Regions from separate parts of the Salmo salar genome. Here region 1 is linked to region 2. A link is a contact called in public Hi-C data. All regions are on one chromosome and are shown on one strand. Each heading gives the region's core, a stretch centred on a gene start, on an enhancer-like site or on the middle of the called end of the contact. The rest is flanking DNA. Distances are from core to core; before and after follow the strand shown.

Region 1 (4,155 bases), core at 321-2,820, 290 kb before region 2:
CTAGGCGCATCGCCCTAGGCGCCGCAGCACTGTCAGGCAGTGGCTGCCGGGACCTTGGGTGTTGTGGGGGACCCTACGCCTGGGGGTCGAGGCCTCCTTTCTTCTGTACCATCCCAGGGCTTCCGTGGCTACCATGGCCACTACCTGGGGGATGGTCTCTACTCATTTTGCTACCAGCAGGTTGCGGGAGGACCACAGTGCATCCTTCAGACACGTGAGGGTGGGTCAGAGCTTGGGGAAGGCCTTCGCTGGAATAGGCCTTCGGCCCACCCCATACAGCACGTGCTGGGGCGTTAGGTCGTCCCCTGCTGGCAGACACGAGGAGATCAGGGGGCCTGCTTCCTTCCACAGGTCCCTGGCGGCTCTGCACTCCCAGAGCAAGTGCCTCACCGACTCATCTTGGCCGCAGTCTGGTCGGGGGCACTCGGGTGTCCTCGCCATGCCCTGGGAGTGCATAACGGCCCTGACTGGAAGGATCTCGCGGGCGACCATCCAGGACAGGTCCCGTTGCCGGTTCAGCAGAACAGGATGGGCCACGTTGCACCAAACCGTTGTGGGTTCGCCTGTAACATGCCCGCACACTGGACACACTGGTTCCTGCTCCTGCACAAGAGAGAGAAGAGAGCGGTGTTTAGTTAAAACCGTGACTGCCTCTTTTTCCAGTTTAAAATGTCTTAAAAACTTTTTGAGCTGGACATAGTGTGTGAGGAGCAGGAAAGAGACTGGGGCTCACAGGTCTGTGTTCTTTTGCCCATCTTAATCTTTTAGTTTTATTGGCCAGTCTGAGATATGGCTTTTTCTTTGCAACTCTGCAAAGCAGGTAGCCTGCCAGGTGTAGTGGTGGTAAGGATTCACTCCATGGTGCTGAAAAGAAAGCTCTGCTGTTGGGACAGCTTTATGTAGGCCCTAACAGTTTGTGACCACTGTTTGTCACCGTTATAGTGCAATTAACGTATTGTTAATGTTGTGTTGTTTAGTGGCTTTGCTGGCATGCATCTAAAAAAATTGGGGGAGTTTGCCCCACCAACATGTACTCGCTAAAATCGCCACTGGTTAAGACAAGTAACTATGAAAAGGGCAAACATCATCATAGGCTTGCAAGCTGAGTTTGAATAAGACATCTGATTACCACTTTGCATTTAGAACGGTTGGTTTTATTATAGCTAATAAATAACCAAATCATTGATGGATGTTTACCAGATAAAATAAATGCATCCGTTGTCTGCCCCTACAAGCCGGTCGGCATTCGCGTCATCACTTTCCGAAATGAAGGTCACTGTCGTCATTATCTGACAGACTTTCCAGTTGTTTTGAACGCAGCGTAATGACGGCCGACAAAACACGGCCAAATACTTCCGGGTCCGTCAAGAACTTGTCAAAACTAAGTATTCAAGGGAAGCTGCTAAATATGTACAAAACATAACCGATAAAAATATGATGGGTAGGCGTTAAATACAGCACAAATTATTCTATGTTAATCAATCTTTACCCCCTTAACTGACTTGCCTAGTTAAAGGTTAAATACAATGTTTTAAATATTCACGTTTCCACAATAAAGAACCTTTATTTTGAAGACCTGACAAAATAATTGACCAGGAAGTGATTCTCTTAATGTCATTACACGCTCGTGTGTATTTTTATGAATTTATGAATTACAGTATAAGAATGGCATCACTGTTGCCACTGCAATCAATATAATAACATTTAGTGTAACGTTTTATGGTATGGAAACGTGTAACGCTTGCATGGGATAGGATACTCGAGTTCATTGTATTTGCGTGGTTTCAATATCGTGTGCAGTGAGCTAACTAACTGCTGTAGCTATTAGCTTACTAAATATGTAAACTTGTCATGTGATAATGTGAAATTATTTTGGTTATACCCGGGTCACAACATATTTATTTGGTAAACGGGCCATTTTTTATGTGCATGTATACCAATCTTTGCCCAACACCAATTTGTTGTTGTCCATATTATTTACAGTAAGTTGACTTCCTTCTTGACAGTTCTTTCCTTGTCTCCTGCAGGGCTGTAGCAGACTGACTACTGCCAGGATTGAACCCAACCATGAATATAACTGTGTGCTCTTCAGTGCTGTTGACTAGTGCTTACAGAATGTGTATTTCAAAAGCCCCACGGCCCCATTCCATTGGATCCATTGGCTGGGTAGTTCCTGTCTCCATGGCCCCCTACCGGTCTTATTCTACAAACATCAAAGTTCGTTCCTACCTACAGTACATGAAGCGGAAGATCAAGCCCCCACCAAGTCCTCCATACCCCCATGTCTGCCAGGTGGGTGAACCGGTGCTGCGAGCCCAGGCTGCAGCGGTGGACCCTGGGGCAGTACAGGGTCCGGCAGTTCAGGAGGTGATCCACACCATGGTAAAGGTGATGCGGAAATTTGAATGTGTGGGACTGAGTGCACCTCAAGTTGGAGTGCCACTTCGTATCTTAGCTCTGGAGTTCCCAGAGCGCATGTTGGAGGACAGCTTGCCTGCTGCACGTGAAGCCCGTGGTCTGACCGCTGTGCCTCTGCGGATCTTTATCAACCCCCAGCTGCGAGTCCTAGATGGACGCACAGTTTTGTTCCAGGAAGCCTGTGAGAGCATCTCGGGGTTCTCGGCCACTGTTCCACGCTACCTCTCTGTGGAAGTCTCAGGTGAGATAAGTAACGTGTTCCAGAGAGCAGCCTCATTTTTTTTAAAGTTATGTTTTGCAACTGTTTGGAGTTATGATTACACCCCAGATTTAATCTACCCGAAACAGCCATCTGACCTAAATCTCTCGACCCATGGCTGGTGAACATCAGATCAATTAGGCATGTGTTTGGTTTTTCTATTAATGTTTTCATTTTTTGTTTCAAAGGCTTGAATGAGAAGGCGGAGCCTGTGACCTGGCAAGTGAGCGGCTGGCCCGCACGCATCCTACAGCATGAGATGGATCACTTGGATGGAGTCCTATACATTGACCGCATGGACAGTAAAACCTTCATTAACGTGAACTGGGCAGCAAAGAACGAGTAGCCGTTTCAAACAAACCTAGTCACCCTGATTGACCCACAGCACTTAAAGACAGTTCTTGGACATAACATGGCAGCAGATAAGACCATTCTGAAACCTTTCCTTTGACTGATTAAACTGTAAATTCTTAATAATAAATAATGTATTTATGAAGGCAGATTTATAGTCTGGATGAATATTCAATTATCTTGCAAGTTGTTCAATTTGTGTGGGCGTTTTTAAAGGAACTGAAATATTGACTAAACTGTGGTGTCACCAGATGGCTGACCACAGAGAAAATATTGCTGAATGTTGGAAGCAAAGAAAAAACTGAATAGATTTTATATGCTGTAGTGTCCTGCATTGCAACATCAACATCTAAAAAGCACAGCACGAGAGACATCTGTTCCTATTTTAAATCCCATTTTAATTCAAATATCTTGCAGAAAACAGAACAAATAATGAAAGCAAACACCTTAACCTCAAACCACATTTGGCAGTATTATCTTAAATCTTGAGCTGCAACATGTAATCACTGGTTTCAGACTCATAACATAAGTTTAAGGCTCCAGATCCCAACGGTCAATGAGACTGGATAAATTATAATGGAAAACAAAGGTCACTTTCAGGGAAATTTAAGGACCTACCAAGAGCCCAAAATAGAAAAATATACAAGAGTTTGGCACTTCACTTTTAATCCCTGGGTGGGCTAAAGCTAATTTATAAATTATTACAAATTAAGGGTATTTTGAATTGAAGGCAACATGTACTTTGCCTTAAAAGTATTCACACCCCTTGACTTATTCCACATTTTGTTGTGTTACAGACTGAATTTAAAATGGATTACATTGTGTCATCACTGGCCTACACACAATATCCCATAATGTCAAAGTGGAATTATGTTTATTTTTTTATGTTTACAAATTAATAAAAAATGAAAAGCTGAAATGTCTCAAGTCAAATATTCAACCACATTTCATGGCAAGAGTAAAAATGGGCTTAACAATTCACATAAGTTACATAGACTCACTGTTCACAATAATAGGGTTTAACATGATTTTTAATCGACTACCTTGTCTCTGTACCCCACACATACAATTATCTGTAAGGTCCCTCAGTTGAGCAGTGAATTTCAAACAGATTCAACCATAAAGAC
Region 2 (4,067 bases), core at 237-2,736:
TGGAGGTGCTGTTATTGTGAAGTGGAAACGTCTAGGAGCAACAACGGCTCAGCCGCAAAGTGGTAGGCCACACAAGCTCACAAGATATTTGATTTGACAACGGGACAGCCGAGAGCTGAAGTGCGTAAAGATTGTCTGTCTTCGGTTGCAACACTCACTACGAGTTCCAAACTGCCTCTGGAAGCAACGTCAGCACAATAACTGTTCGTCGGGAGCTTAATGAAATGGGTTTCCATAGCCGAGCAGCCACACAGAAGCCTAAGATCACCATGCGCAATGCCAAGCGTCGGCTGGAGTGGTGTAAAGCTCGCCGCCATTGGACTCTGGACCAGTGGAAACGCGTTCTCTGGAGTGATATCACACTTCGCCATCTGGCAGTCAGACAGAAGAATCTGGGTTTGGCAGATGCCAGGAGAACGCTACCTGCCCAAATGCATAGTGCCAACTGTAAAGTTTGGTGGAGAAGTATAATGGTCTGGGGCTGTTTAACATGGTTCGGGCTAGGCCCCTTAGTTCCAGTGAATTGAAATGTTAACGCTACAATATACAATGACATTCTAGACAATTCTGTGCTTCAATTTTGTGGCAACAGCTTGGGTGAAAGCCTCTTCCTGTTTCTGCATGACAATTCCCCTGTGGACAAAGCGATGTCCATACAGAAAGTTTGTCGGGCACAAAGTGATGTCCATACAGATAGCTTGACGAGACTGGTGTGATAGAACTTGACTGGCCTGCACAGAGCCCTGACCTCAAGCCCTTCGGGATGAATTGGAACACCGGCTGTGAGCCAGGCATAATCGCCAAACATCAGTGCCTGACCTCACTAATGCTATTGTGGCTGAAAGTCCCCGCAGCAAATGTTCCAACATGTAGTGCAAAGCCTTTCCAGAAGAGTGGGGGCTGTTATAGCAACAAAAGGAGGACCAACTCCATATTAATATCCATGATTTTGGAATGAGATGTTCGACGAGTCGGTGTCCACATACTTTTGGTAATTCAGTGTATGTTGGAACACACATTGGTTACATCGTGGGAGGCAACCCGTCTCTCGGCTGCTCACTCTCAGCAAGCCAACTAGTGACCTAACGCGTTAGTTAGATAAAACTTTACACATGATTTGGTCTAACATCCCATTGCTGCGTCATCATTGACACAGCACGTGCATACATAAATATTAAAACATGGACATATGTCATGCTGTAGTTATTTCAATTAAGTATCTGCAGGCGCCAACTACTCATTGCATTGGCTACGCTCTCACAAGCTACGTACCGAGCTCGTTCGCTAGCAAGCTAACGTTTGGATAATTCATTTAAATGGTTACTCACGACAGATCGGTGTTCTCTATGACAAATTTAACATTCTCATCCGTCAATTCTGTGATTTTCACGATTGGCTGGTTGGCATACGGCATCGTTAACGTATGAGATAAGCACAGATAGAAGTTCTGTATCGATCCGTCTTAAAAACAACACCAACCCCGCGCACGCAGCGAAGGCCTCAATCCACTACTACTCCTCCTCTTCATTGGCCAAAATAAAATAAAGTCTGTGATTGGTTACCAAGTCCTAGTGGGCGTGTTTAACATCCGGGTCACACCTTTACCCCGTGACGTCGGGAAAGATGTTTCAAAATAAAAGTTTAGTGCGCCTAGGTAAAATACTTATGCCGCGTTCCGGACAACTAAGAACTCGTGAAAAAAACGAACTCTGACTTGGAAAAATCAACTTGAACGTTCATCCAACTCGGAATTCCAAGTTGGAAACTGGCACCTTTCCAGAACTCCCGACTTTCTGACCTGAAGATCGCTGCTGTCATGACCTCTTTTGTCTTGAGTTCCCAGTTGTCTTGAAAGCACCAACAGCATAGGTAAAATCCATGCAGTGTTGTTCATTCATCCCAAGGACCCCCTCATTCTAAATCCATAACTGAAGAAAATAAAAAATAAACAAGATTGTTTTGTTGTAACTGATCTGTAATTTATTTAGGAACTCTCAACGGAGCTGAACAAAAACATTTAAAATACAATCATATTTTTGCATCCTTTATACAAAAGGAAAATGGATAGGAGCGGATGTGAGGGAAAACCGTTTCAAACTGGACGAAAGTGAAACCTCATACCAGACCTAAGGCACAATTATATTTTTATAGTGGATAAAGGCGACTAAGCAATAAAACAAACCAACACGATAGGGTATTACAGATAAGAGAAGAAATGTCTGAGCTGTGAGCACAGAAGCTGATCTTCAATGCCTCACACACAAACCACTGACTGATAGAGATCAGAGGGGATGGGAAGGGGATGGTGGAACAGAAATCGCCATCTTCTTTCATCGTCTTTGGTTAATCCCTGTTAGATTCTTCAGCTGGAAAAAAAGAAAATAAATCTCCAGTCACTACTAAACACACAGAATACAATTGGTATTAAAGAAATACAGTGCATGACATTAAAACATTTAAACAACCTAGGATTCTGAAAAAAAGTAATCCAAGGTTCCAAGCAATGCTGCTGTATATGTTCAAGGCACATATTCTGCGCGGATAGAACAGATCTTCACAATGCCTGGAGAAGTGTTTAAAATGTCAATTCGTAATAATAATCCTTTGTTTTGTGCATATTATCTCTCTAGCACCCTCACCGTAACAGCAGCTCCCATAAGCCCCTGCGCCACTGCTTCTCCTGTAGATGCCGCCTACAGGACACAATAGCAAAATAGGTGTCAATTACACATATTTAGTTCCCTTAATATAGGTTGTATACTAGTGAGTTCTTTCTAATGATTTATATTTTATCACTAGTGACCTGTTACCTAATTAAAAGAGACTATGCACTGACTAAGGAAATGGTACCTGTTTGGCGGCGCCAGCCATGTTGACAATATCCTGGATTCGGTTTTCAAGGAAGTTCCAGGTGTCCTGGAAGTCTTCTGAGGAGTCCTGTATCATCACCAGCTCAGTGGTGTTATAGATCCCTGTCAGTGCGGCCCGTTTCGTATACCAGTTCAACTGATATAGGAAAAAAGTGAAAACTGAATAACAAAGATTTTGATACATAGACATACTATTAAAGTGGTTGTTGAAAGACAAAAACCTTAATCAAGGGAAACATTTGGATTGGGCTGATTTATAAACAATTGACAAATAATGTCAGTTGTACCCACATGTACAATTAATGAGAGGAGAGGACATATAATATGGAGATTAATAGGGTAGACAGAGTTAAAAGTGAAAGGGACAATGAGAGTGCAGTGTGAGGAAAGGTGGTGAGTAGTAACCTTCGCAGAGGCTGGCCGGATAGTATGAGGAGCCTGATGAAAGGGGGTGAGGAAGACATGGGGAGAGGGGTACTTAGGCTGAGAAGGTCGACTCACATCTGTGGAACGGTCTCCAGCATAGTACCAGATATCATCCACCAGGGTGGAGAGGTGCTTCAGACTGTCTGGGATGTTGTGTGGGAGGAGCAGAATACTCATAGCCTGGAGAGAGGAGAAAGGAAGATATACTTTAATCAGCAGGAAAAAACAGATGTCTGTTACTGAGTGTAATAATTTGGGGGAGACTAATGTTGATGGCAAAGTGATACATTTGATCAAGTAAGCTATATGGCACATCTATGCACAGGTGTAATAAATGGTTGCCTCTACTGGTGTATGTTACAAGATTAGGCTACCTTATACCAATCAGTAGCTTGAACTGGTTTAAGGTGAAGAGATTAACGGTCACGTGTCTAGTTGATGTCTAAAGTCTAATTGTTATACTGTGTTGTGTGCAATATACCTGTGGCCAATTATCGATGTATGGCGTCAACATCCTCAATCTAGTCTCCACAGCATCTCTAAGAAACTCAGCAGTTTGCTTTGGTCTGCAAGAAATTATGTGGTTAACACATGCTCACACACACCAATGACAATCACATTCATGTTTAAATCCTAACTGCGCAGTAAAAGTGCACCATTCTTGCACCTGCTAATTTGAGAGTGTGAGGGAGCTTACTCAGCCTGACCAAGTTGGACCTGGTTGTGCTGCTCTGCCATTTGCTCTGTTAGCTGGGCATTGCACTGAGCAAT

Evidence for each region. A called contact is a pair of places that touch in the nucleus more often than the background predicts.
Region 1: a contact with region 2 is called in a Hi-C map of gill, with 2.4 times the contacts expected there. The contact joins the promoter of pdf here to the promoter of LOC100196851 in region 2. A contact is called at or near these places in 2 of 3 Hi-C or Micro-C datasets (gill and muscle).

What each region holds. Positions count from the first base shown.
Region 1 is chrssa10:84,337,846-84,342,000 of Ssal_v3.1, reverse strand. It overlaps pdf (peptide deformylase, mitochondrial), which reads left to right and starts at 1,570. Exons shown (of 3, transcript XM_014124297.2): 1 at 1,570-1,722; 2 at 2,028-2,659; 3 at 2,866-3,177. The coding sequence starts at 2,068. The coding sequence ends at 3,023.
Region 2 is chrssa10:84,045,991-84,050,057 of Ssal_v3.1, reverse strand. It overlaps LOC100196851 (RNA polymerase II subunit C), which reads right to left and starts at 1,486. Exons shown (of 9, transcript NM_001141873.1): 1 at 1,329-1,486. The coding sequence starts at 1,414. LOC106560911 (ubiquinone biosynthesis protein COQ9-B, mitochondrial) reads right to left here. Exons shown (of 9, transcript XM_045688153.1): 4 at 3,994-4,067; 5 at 3,778-3,862; 6 at 3,372-3,476; 7 at 2,851-3,006; 8 at 2,640-2,693; 9 at 1,958-2,366. The coding sequence ends at 2,331.